Regions from separate parts of the Zea mays genome. Here all the other regions are linked to region 2. A link is a contact called in public Hi-C data. All regions are on one chromosome and are shown on one strand. The core of a region is the stretch at or near the end of the contact, and the rest is flanking DNA. Distances in the headings are between cores, read along the strand shown.

Region 1 (3,448 bases), core at 743-3,242, 440 kb before region 2:
GGGGAGAAATTTTGCCATGGGGATTGGTCGAAGATTAAAAATAAGTACAGTTCTTTTGATGACGGACAACTGCTTCTTTTTTGCTTTTCCTCAGCATATATTATTGCTCTACTGCATGATACGCTTAAAATGCCACTGGATCATAAAAGGTGAAGCCTTTTCTATAAGTTCTATTCTTTGTTGAAACCTGGATATTTATGAGTTTTTTCTCAGGATTGATGTTGTAAACCAAATCCATGGCGTGCCTGTTGACTGGGCATTGGGTGCTTTCATTGTGCAGACGACGATGAACAGAACAGAGTACTCAGATTCATCAGTTTCATATCTAAACAGCTATGACTCTCCTGGCTTGGTTCCGCTTCTGTTCATTATTGTGGTTGTATTTACAGCATTGTCCATTCTAAGGTGGAGAAAACCTCGTCTGAAGACGATCTACGATATGGAGAAAGGCAGGTACATCATAACAAGGGTCAGCCAATGAGTCGCGCACATCAGCGTTGGGAGTGGGTGGACTTTCTGCAGCGGAGCACTATTGACCATGTATGTAGATTTTCCTAAATTGATTTCTTACTTAGTGGCCAACTACCTCCAGCATGTTGCCTTGCGGAGTCAACTTGTTGAGTTTGAGCAGCAACCCCTGTATATGATAGAAGGATGCGGGTTGCCGTGGCATTTGTGCATGTTCAGTGTTGTATGTAATGTTGCTAAACTGTTGTTGATGTAATTAGAATTTTGTGCATGGGCATCCATCCGATGATGTAATCCTGAGATAACCATGTGTCTAATGATCGATTGAAGTTCTCTGCCATGGATCATGGATGGCAGGGCAGCTGTATCTTTGTTTCATGTCAAATCACTGATGTTATGTAATCCTAAGATATTATTTCTAATGGTCGTGTATATTCTCTTGCATTAAACACCACATGTCTGTTGATACCACAATCACATAGCATTAGTTTAGGCTATGTGATATTATTGCACTCATTCCTGGCATAAGTAAACTTTTGAACTTTATCTATTTTGAGGCAACTCTAATATATATGGAGTTTGACTTTGGGTCTTAACTAGGTGGGGTGTATCCCACGGTTTAATTTCTCGATGTGAGATCACCTGAGTTTCGCTTTTTTTTCGAAAAACGAATTTCGGTCTGATTTCAAATAGATTTTGATTCAAAATACAAAACTCAAATTTTGGTCAACAAAATGAAATCCGGATCATTCCAAACCAAATTGTGAACCCTGATGTATCATGAGTGGAGAGCTGGAAGGAGAGACAAGATAAGCTATCTGTCAGTCTACATCCATCTGATGCTTGAGAACCTAAAATTTTTATATGCACGAGAACCAATAATATCTGATGAGCTCAAGTAGGCTATGTGTGAGCCAATTACATTACTATACGAGTGGATTGATAAATAGGATGAGTATACACTATTAGCGTTCCTTTTTTTACTCCAGCCACGTCACTGGCATCCCCGAGCGCAGGCCTGGACGCCTGGTAGCATGGCCATCACGACCGTCTCTTTATTTTCTTTTCTTTAAATCCCTGCAGTCGCTCGTCCCTTTCTTTTTATGTTTCAGGATGCACACGCACGCGCACAGGTCGAGCACCTTGTCCTTGGCACGGAGCAGATGCGCTTTTCCCGTGAGCAGCTCCACGCACCCGTCGGTTCGTTGCAGGTACGAAGAAGCACGGATTGAAATACTCCCTCCGTCTCATAAAGATGTCCTTAGACTTTTTTTTTTACAAAAGTTTGTTTGAACGACTCGTCTTATTCAAAATATTTAGAGGTGTGACAACAAGCCACCTTCCATAGTGTTTATTAGTAGATAAAAAAATAATAATAGATGATAAATATGTATAAAAAATAATATTTTATAGAGGTAATGTAGTATAGAGTGCAAATATAGGGAGAGAGATTGGTGACGTGAAGGGAATCAAGGGATAGTAAGATACAGGGATAACCAGATAAACCGTTGAAGAGAGTCTGAGCGGGTCTCGCCAAACTGCGCCCCCTCTTTCAATTCCTTATCCGCACAGTCACACGGTTTAATCGAATGGCTTCGCCGTCGTGTTTCCTCTTCCGCCCCCGTCCGCCGCTGTGCAGCCGCCGCCGCCGCAGCAGCAGCAGGTCCCTCTACCTCCTCTCCAAGCAGAGCCTGCACCGACTTCCCTCACCAAGAACATGCCGCCGTCCAGTGGCAGAGCAGCTCGTCCTGCGGTCGCTGCCGCCCGGTAACGGCAGGCGGATGGGGGCGACGGGCTTCGCCTGCTACTGTTCCTACGACACCGAGAACGGACTGCCCACGCCTTCACCGGACAAGGTGCTTGAGCTATAAAAAATGCTGTTGTGGGCACAGGCGCACAGCACCAAAAGCTGCGAGATTTTTTTCCGGAGTTTTTCCTGTTGTCAGTCGGGAATAATTGCCTTCCATGAGGTTATTTTGTTAGGGAAAAAGCTCGGATGAGTGGCCAATCCTTCGCCGGTGGGATGTTCCATGGGAGTGGCCAACGATTTCTCTCACCATGGTGGCATGTGCAGTAAGGTAATGTACTACACCATTGCTATTTTTTGTAGGAACAACACCTTTGCTGATTGGTACCATGCATTGGCACTTCCAATTATTATGAGTTTATGACGTTGTCTAAGAAGAAATCCATTTTCCATTCCAAAAAGGAAATAAATGAACCCCATTTGTGCAAATATGTAATGTGGAGTTTAATTTGTGGTGTTCTATTATTCTTGCGTGATCCTCATCCAAAATAACTCGAGCATGAATTGTTGCAAATGCCTCCTTGAAAATGTTGCTGAATGTTCTTTAGACAGCTTTCTTTTGACAGGGATAGCTGAGCAATCTATTTTGGAGCAACTAGGTTTTCGAGCTGGGGAGACAACTCTAGATGAGAAAGCAGAGATACTCTTCTTGGGACAACTGTACAGATCTAAGTTCCTATCTCTATGTAAAAACTTTATTTGTACCATAGTTTTCAGTTTAATTTGTGAATATGCTGCATGCTCTGAATATCTTGTGTCAGAGTGACATTACTTGCCATTTTCTGTTTCTGCAAGTGCAGTAGCACGACGGTAGTTGTACTTGGAGTTATATTTGGCATGACCAATACCTTTCGACCATTCTCAGATGATATATTTCGCTATGGTAAAGGTTTGGTCTTGCTACGTTTGTGTTCATTTTCATGTTCTTTTTTATACATTGGCCACACGTTAGTTCCTTTCCAAAGATTACCTAATTTAATAAGAGGACTGTACAAGATGTTAAAGTGTAATTAAATTACTTAATATCTAATATGGATATCTGTGTTCAATAGTGTCTCTTTCCGTTTGTACTATGGTTGCATTGTGGTAATTCAGGTTGTTCTGAACAATGGTCTAGTGTTGTTTGTATTCTTTAACTTTCAGAATTCAATGAACCACTTAAGCTGCAAAACG
Region 2 (3,473 bases), core at 755-3,254:
GTGTTAATACAAAGGACAAAAGTTTTCAAAGAGAAGCGCAAACGAAATGATATGAAAAAGACAATGTGAAGCTCTATATGGAACTCATCTCACATGGCTTCACATTTTTATTTCATCTTCCTTTATATTAAACGAGTTTACGAGCATACCTTTGGCTCCTTAACGGTGGCACGAAGGTTCTTCGGAGGCTAAGCAACACAAAGTTATGGCCCTAAAAAGATACTTTATGCAGGGCACTGTTCACCTATTTATAGAGAAGATGAACCACCTTCATACAAAATTACAATCATGCCCCTCAAGATTTTACACACATTATTTACAAATGACACTAGGGCAGCATTGTACTTTCTCATTCCTTGGTTGCGCAGGTCTTGTCCTTCGTCACATGAGAGCTTCTCTGCTGGCTTGCGTTCGAATCCTCTCTTCTTTGTCGAAGTTGTCGACTTCGGCTCGCACCTTCGCTACTTGCACGTGCAGGCGAAGCTTTTTTATACGTTGCTTCGACTGAAGATCAACTTCGTCCATCAATAATAGTGTAGCTAAAACACACTTGTTTGTGCCGAGTAGAAGTTTAATTGAGGACCTTCGGCATAATAGGCCCCGAACAAATAGAATCTATGCTTTCTATTAATTCTCCATTGTATAAGGGGCTTAATGCACATTTACCTGTATGTACCTATGTATATATACTGGCCTTAGGGCCTCATATTGAATACAAGTGTATTCATAACATGATACCAGAGTACATGGGCCTCATATTGAATATCGTTTAATCAGACTACACAGGTGTTTAAATGGACTAAAAATGGATTATATGGGATTAAATATATTAAACAGCATAAACGACCAATATAGCTAGCTACTGAGTAGCGTTAAAACGACGTGTAAATGGTCTAACGGCCGTTTAGGATAACACTGATTTATACTAGTTCGAACAGAACGTCCCTGCTTACAGTCATCGGTGGCTTGCGCTACTAGCACTATTGATGATCAAAGCTCGTAGCAGGGGTTACAAGCGAGCGAGAGAGGGAGGAGAGGCTCCCAAGTCTCTTATTTATGGTGGATGTGGTTACATAGTGGAGTCCTAACTAAGACTTGGCTTGGCAGCGGGCCTCCGGCCTCCTGGTCTTCCTCCTGTTCGTTAGTCTTTCTGGGCGTCGTCTCCTAGTCTAGGACCGTCCTTGTGTCCACCATGTCTCCGAGAGAAAGGAACCTCCCATGTCCGGGGGCTAGCCTCCTCCTTTTATAAGCCAAGGAGGGGGTCGGCCAGCGGTGGCTTCCTTAGGAAGGAGCCACCGAGTGATGGTAAAACTGAGCATTCTACTAAGGGGTAAAGCCACGCGTGCTCGTGGTCGTCTGGCTGTCTTGTATTCTTTATTGCGGACAGAGCGGGTGGCGCGGGTCCTGAGCGCCAATTAAAGAAAATCTAAAAGTTAAACGGCCAACCAAACTTAATACATCCTTTTTCTACTAATCTCGAGGACGAGATTATTTTTAAGGGGTAGAATTTGTAACACCCTAAAATCATATTTTAGGTAATGTAGGAAAGTTTATATCAATAATTGAATACTTATGTTTTGAAACAAGGAAATAAATGAAAAGAGTCCCCATTCTCCAAGGAGTTAAATTACCCCTTCCATCGAATCCTATATGTTGAAATACTCTATGAAGAATAGCACAAAAGTATTGCCTAAGAAAGGTTTCAGGGTTAATTATGAAGAGGTGATAAAAAATTTAACTTTAAATAAAGTTATTACTAAAATTATTACAGGATAAGTACTATGAATTGAGGTCCTTAATTACTTACTTATGTGATCTATTCTTTATCAAGTTTATATGATCTAAAGCATTTACTTAGAGAAATAAAACAATGACAATGAATATATATATATACTTCGCATTCATGCTGGGATTTTTATTGTGCATTTACTTTGGAATTTGGATAGCTTGATTTGAGTTTAAAACTCGAAACCAAAATAGAAATAGAAAAAAATAAAAAGAAAAGAAAACAATGGAGACTTACTTGTCGGCCTAGCAAATCGGCCCATGGCCAGTCCACCCACAGCCCAACTACATTTCCCTAGCCAGCCCATCCAGTCTTTTCACGCCCGCGGCCCGCCTGACTGCGTGCACCGCGTGCCCGCGCCTCGCCCTTACACCGACGGGGTCCCACAGGACAGCCACACCGTGCGCCCGCATTCGCTTCCACGTGGGACCAGTGCGTCGGATGGTCATCCACCTCGAGTCGGTACGGACGGAAGACAGTTAGCGCAATTCCGGCCGTCCGGGTGAGCTCTCCACCGATTGTGGCCCGGCCGGACTCTTCCCTGGGGAGTATAAAATCTCGGCTCCCGAGATCCTATGACCAGCACGCGCGTTCGCAAAATCCACCGAGAGCACCATCGTTCACCACCAAGCTGAGAGAAGAGAAGGCGGAGGGAGATCGAAAACAGGCCGTCGCCAATTCGCCATGGGAAGCTCGGCTGCATGGTCGTTCAGGTCACGTGTGGTGGTCGGATATCTTCTTCGGAGCACGCTGGAGAAAAGGGTGTCCCCGGCGGTCACGATTGATGGACTACGGGAAAGGAATTCCTTACCGGAGCTACTCTGCATGGTCCGGGTAAGTAATCCTTTGCGTGTTAAGACAACTGTTTTTTTTCTATAATTACAATAAAACACACCTGTTTTTTTGTTGTCACCATGTTAAGACAATTTGGGACAATGATTACATATATACTTGTTAAATCCACCTAGAGCCAATACTCACGTCCTAAAATATAGTGTCTTTTATATTTGTTGTATGGTAATCTATTTTAAACTTAACTAAATTTATTAAAATAAACATGGTGTATGCTCCATTAGAGACATTATAGAATAACTATTTTATAACTGTGGTAAAAATTAATATCTTTTCTTATAACTTTAGTATCGGAGTGAGTGCATGAATAAAACCATTTCCAAGTATGACAACATCAAACAGATCCAACGATTACCTGATAATGCCTTTTGGAAACTTAACCTAACCCGTAATGCCTCAGAATAGGAAGAAAGATATGTAGGGAGAACCTGTCGATCAGCGTGCATGCTGATCGGTGAAAGCGCCATGTCACTGCACCTGGGAGAGCAGGGTTGTAATCTGTCACTTGTGACCAAATGAGCCCCACGAAGCCTTTTTTTTAGAAAAGGAAGATATATTAATTTCAAGTGCATTACAACAAGGTGAAGCAAAGTCTTGAAACAAGTATCTTTCGAACTCAGTTCAATACAGAACACACAGCCCAACAACACAAGATATCTTGAAGTCAATCTTACTCTAGTAACTATCAATCTTTAGACTAGATCGCCACCCATAAACCCGAAAAAAAAAACTCCGTGACTAAATACATCAAGTGGAGTGAAGCCTCCATAACAAGGTCATATGCATCCTTACGTTGCAGGGGCACCTATGAGCACATCCAGTGCAAGCCCCACGA
Region 3 (3,513 bases), core at 307-2,806, 410 kb before region 2:
TACTCAGCAGGCCTCAAGTGAGGGATCTGGAAATATGGAAACAATAGCATTAAACAATATTAGGTGGAAATATCCAATGACAGATGAATACCCAGTTTTGGTGACACTGAGGGCATTGTTCAGGTAGGGAGGGAAATTACCAGATGATGATTACTATGGAGAATATTATGCCATGGAAACAACCAAATAAATAGTGCAAGCACACATAGAAGAAAAAAAATAGCAAAATGCACGTATATTGCTACAGTTCCCTTTTATGTTGATTATAGAATATAAAACACAAAGACACAAAGAAAGACATGTGTGTTTTGTTGGCTAGGCGGGTGTGGTTGTGGGTTTGGAGCCAACAACCATGGTTCAAATCACCATTTATGCATAATTTTAGTATTTTACCATTTAAATGCGGAGGAGCACGATGATGGTGGAAACTGGTGCTTTACATAAAAGAGAAGAAAAGATAACACAGAATGATAGAACTAATTAAAACTTCAACCTCAAACAAACAGAAGTCCTAGGAAGTGATTCTGAAGAAAATGACATGACAATAGTATTTACTCAACAGGGAAAACGGGCAAATCAACTTAGCTATTGTATGAATCTATTAAAATCCTAAATCAAATTTTAATTTGGGACGGAGGGAGTATGTGGTAAGAAAGAACACTATTTGTAAACAGCAAAATAACATGCAGTAACAGTAATATGTTCCCCCAAATGTAGGTACCAAGTACTTCAATTTCACATGACACAGCCATTTACGCAAGGAAAAAATTTAGACGAGAGCTAGATATAAAGGCCCATTTAACTACAGACATCGTCCAATAGACCTATACAAGCACAATGTGGCATCACAGGGCAAAACACAGTAAACCATGTAAGCAATCAATTAAAATCTACTAAAATAAAGGGAGGGCCGGAGGCTCAACTCATGTGCGATCTGGGGAAGGGATAAACCGAAGCAAGGGTTCAAACCCGCTGGTGACTCAGACAGTTCTTACAACTGGACCAGGCTTGCCCTTCTAATTAAGATCTACTAATTCACACCAATTACTTCAATCTGTTACTTCAATATGGATAGCACAAACACGCTACCAGTTCCCCACCTCGGTACCAAGGACCAACGAATCACACAACCGAGACAGAAGAAGAGTAGAGCTGCGCTAACAATCAATCACTCACCCCCTGGATTTTCTTCCCGGTGACGGGGCACTTGGGCCCGCTCGCCCTCTTCTTGGTGTACTGGTACACAAGCTTCCCGCCTGCAAGAATCCAGCGAACCAATTAATACAACCAAGAACACAACACAGATAAAGAAACCAAAGACCCCTCCCATATCGAGCAGGAATGAACAGACGGGGCGAACCTGGGGTCTTGACGACTCGGGTCTGGTTGGACTTCGTAGCGTAGCTGTGACGCTTCCGGTACGTGAGGCGCTGCACCATCTCGCCGCCGCCGCTAAACCCTAGTGAGGCTTCGTGGGTGGGGAGAGGAAGGGTAAGAGAGGAGTGGAGAGCTCCGCGGCTCTGGCGGCGGCGATTGGGGCGTATTAATGGTTGGCTCTGAAGAGGTAACAGACGGCTAGGATTGATGCTTGATTTGGCGGTTGATCGGACTGGGCCTTTTCGTCCGGTCGATTCGTCTAAACTGCTTGCTGGGCTGCATGGACTGTTTTACGGGCCGTTTCGTTCTCAGGCTGGATTTTAGTTCCTATCGCAATCGGATATTTAGGTAGAAATATTAAATTATAATTATAAAATTAATTATACAGATAAGGAATGAACGACAAGACAAACATATTAAACGTAATTAAGCCATGATTAGTCCATGTGATGCTGTAATAATATTTATTAATCATGAATTACACTTAATAAATTTGTATCGTCGTCTAGTCTTTATTTATGTAATTATTTTTGTAATTAAACTATATATAGTATTCATAATTAACATTCAAACATTCGATGTAACACGGAAACTTTAGTCACTAGAACCAAACACCCTCATAAGATGATGGAATGAGTTTTAGTCAGCCAAACATACCATCTACTTGAGCAGCACTTTGGAATTGATTGGTTGGGTGATCTAACCCCAGCTAGGACAAACCCAGCAACCCCCATGAGTTGTTTGGTTGCCTGGACCAAGCTCCTAGATAGGCCATCTCGGGCCAACCCTCGTAGTCAGACCCTAGTGTGACACCCAAAATCGAGAGCTCTCCCGAGCCTGACATATCACAGTGTCTTATAGGACATATCGAGAGCTCACCCATTCTTTAAAAACTAGATTGCTTTCAAATAGGACCTTAGCTAGTTAGACTAGTACGTAGTATATAGTAGTCGTACCAATTAAAATAAAGATAATGGCTCGTGATGATATACCCACGGCAGCAAATGCTAGCAGACCCGTGCCCTACGTCGCGCATTGATGTCATGGTGCGCGCACGTGCGAGAATTCATTGCTGCCCCTGTTTGCCCAACCCATCGACGATGTCACGATGCCGATGGCGTACCTACCTAGCCGTACCAGTACGTCCCTGTTGGCCTGTATTGAGCCCATGCAGCAGTTAGTAGCCGGCGCGCCTGCGTTTGTCGCGTGGTGTCGTGGCCGTGCCACCAGAACACGGGCGTTCATGCGGCGCGGTGGGTTCGCCTAGTGGGTGTTGGCGTGTTGCCCGGGCGGCAGAGCAAGCCACGCGCATGGAGGCGGGCACGGTGGCCGGAGGCCGGGTGGCGTGCGGTTCGGCTAGTGGTTTGATGTCCCAGTCTAATTTATTCTCATATATATTGAAATAGCGCACATCAAAAATTTTTTTTATGGTCTCTATTTATATTTTGCTACATAAGTGTATTTAATATAGTTTTATGAAACTTTTTTTTTGAAAAGTAACGGTAGCAAAGGTCCGTACTGAAATCTATACTACTATATTAAGGCAGCAAGGAGTAGGCTGCCTCCACTGGTTCTGCCATCCACAAATCTACACCATCCATCTACATCCATCAAATCTAAGCCGTCCGTCTATGTGCCCCCGCTCCTGATCAGGGCCAGTCCTCACGTTTTGGGGCCCTAAGCGAAAATTTACATGGAGGCCCTATAAGAAAATTTGAGTTTATTATTTTTCAACTTTTAAATAATATCTGAAAAATAAAAAAAGTTGATGATTTACACAATTTTATTCAAAATGGTATGACTAGAGACATTGTTACAATATTTTATAAGTCGTAAAATTATACAAATTATGTAATATAACTCTGCATTTATTTTGACTTTTGAGAGAGTATTTTTACTTTTAATTTGTCAAACTAGCCTAAACCTTAAAATGCACAGTAAACCAAATCTAAATACATTAGAGCAAATTTTCTGAAAACAAAGTTCAACAAACTAAACTAGGATTAAGAAATGTAGGTTATTAGGGTCGGCCCTCCGGTAGGCTAGAATTAAGCAACGCGACAGCCACAAGTGTACAATACCTTTCGTCCTTCCCACGTCAATTTTAGTATTAGTTATCAAGCAGACTGTTGCACG

What was found. A called contact is a pair of places that touch in the nucleus more often than the background predicts.
Region 1: a contact with region 2 is called in a Hi-C map of ear, with 2.4 times the contacts expected there. The contact joins the promoter of LOC100274337 here to the promoter of LOC103643270 in region 2. A contact is called at or near these places in 2 of 25 Hi-C or Micro-C datasets (ear and tassel).
Region 3: a Hi-C map of ear shows a contact between it and region 2, with 2.1 times the contacts expected there. The contact joins the promoter of LOC100217171 here to the promoter of LOC103643270 in region 2. A contact is called at or near these places in 4 of 25 Hi-C or Micro-C datasets (ear, endosperm and leaf).

What each region holds. Positions count from the first base shown.
Region 1 is chr1:217,811,029-217,814,476 of Zm-B73-REFERENCE-NAM-5.0, reverse strand. It overlaps LOC100274337 (CAAX amino terminal protease family protein), which reads left to right and starts at 1,992. Exons shown (of 11, transcript NM_001360569.1): 1 at 1,992-2,324; 2 at 2,452-2,546; 3 at 2,828-2,935; 4 at 3,076-3,158; 5 at 3,419-3,448. The coding sequence starts at 2,058. LOC100281594 reads left to right here. Exons shown (of 8, transcript NM_001154513.1): 7 at 1-149; 8 at 214-762. The coding sequence ends at 481.
Region 2 is chr1:217,372,586-217,376,058 of Zm-B73-REFERENCE-NAM-5.0, reverse strand. It overlaps LOC103643270, which reads left to right and starts at 2,004. Exons shown (of 3, transcript XM_023301327.1): 1 at 2,004-2,620. The coding sequence starts at 2,471.
Region 3 is chr1:217,777,495-217,781,007 of Zm-B73-REFERENCE-NAM-5.0, reverse strand. It overlaps LOC100217171 (60S ribosomal protein L34), which reads right to left and starts at 1,556. Exons shown (of 4, transcript NM_001310022.1): 1 at 1,361-1,556; 2 at 1,177-1,256; 3 at 1-26. The coding sequence starts at 1,439.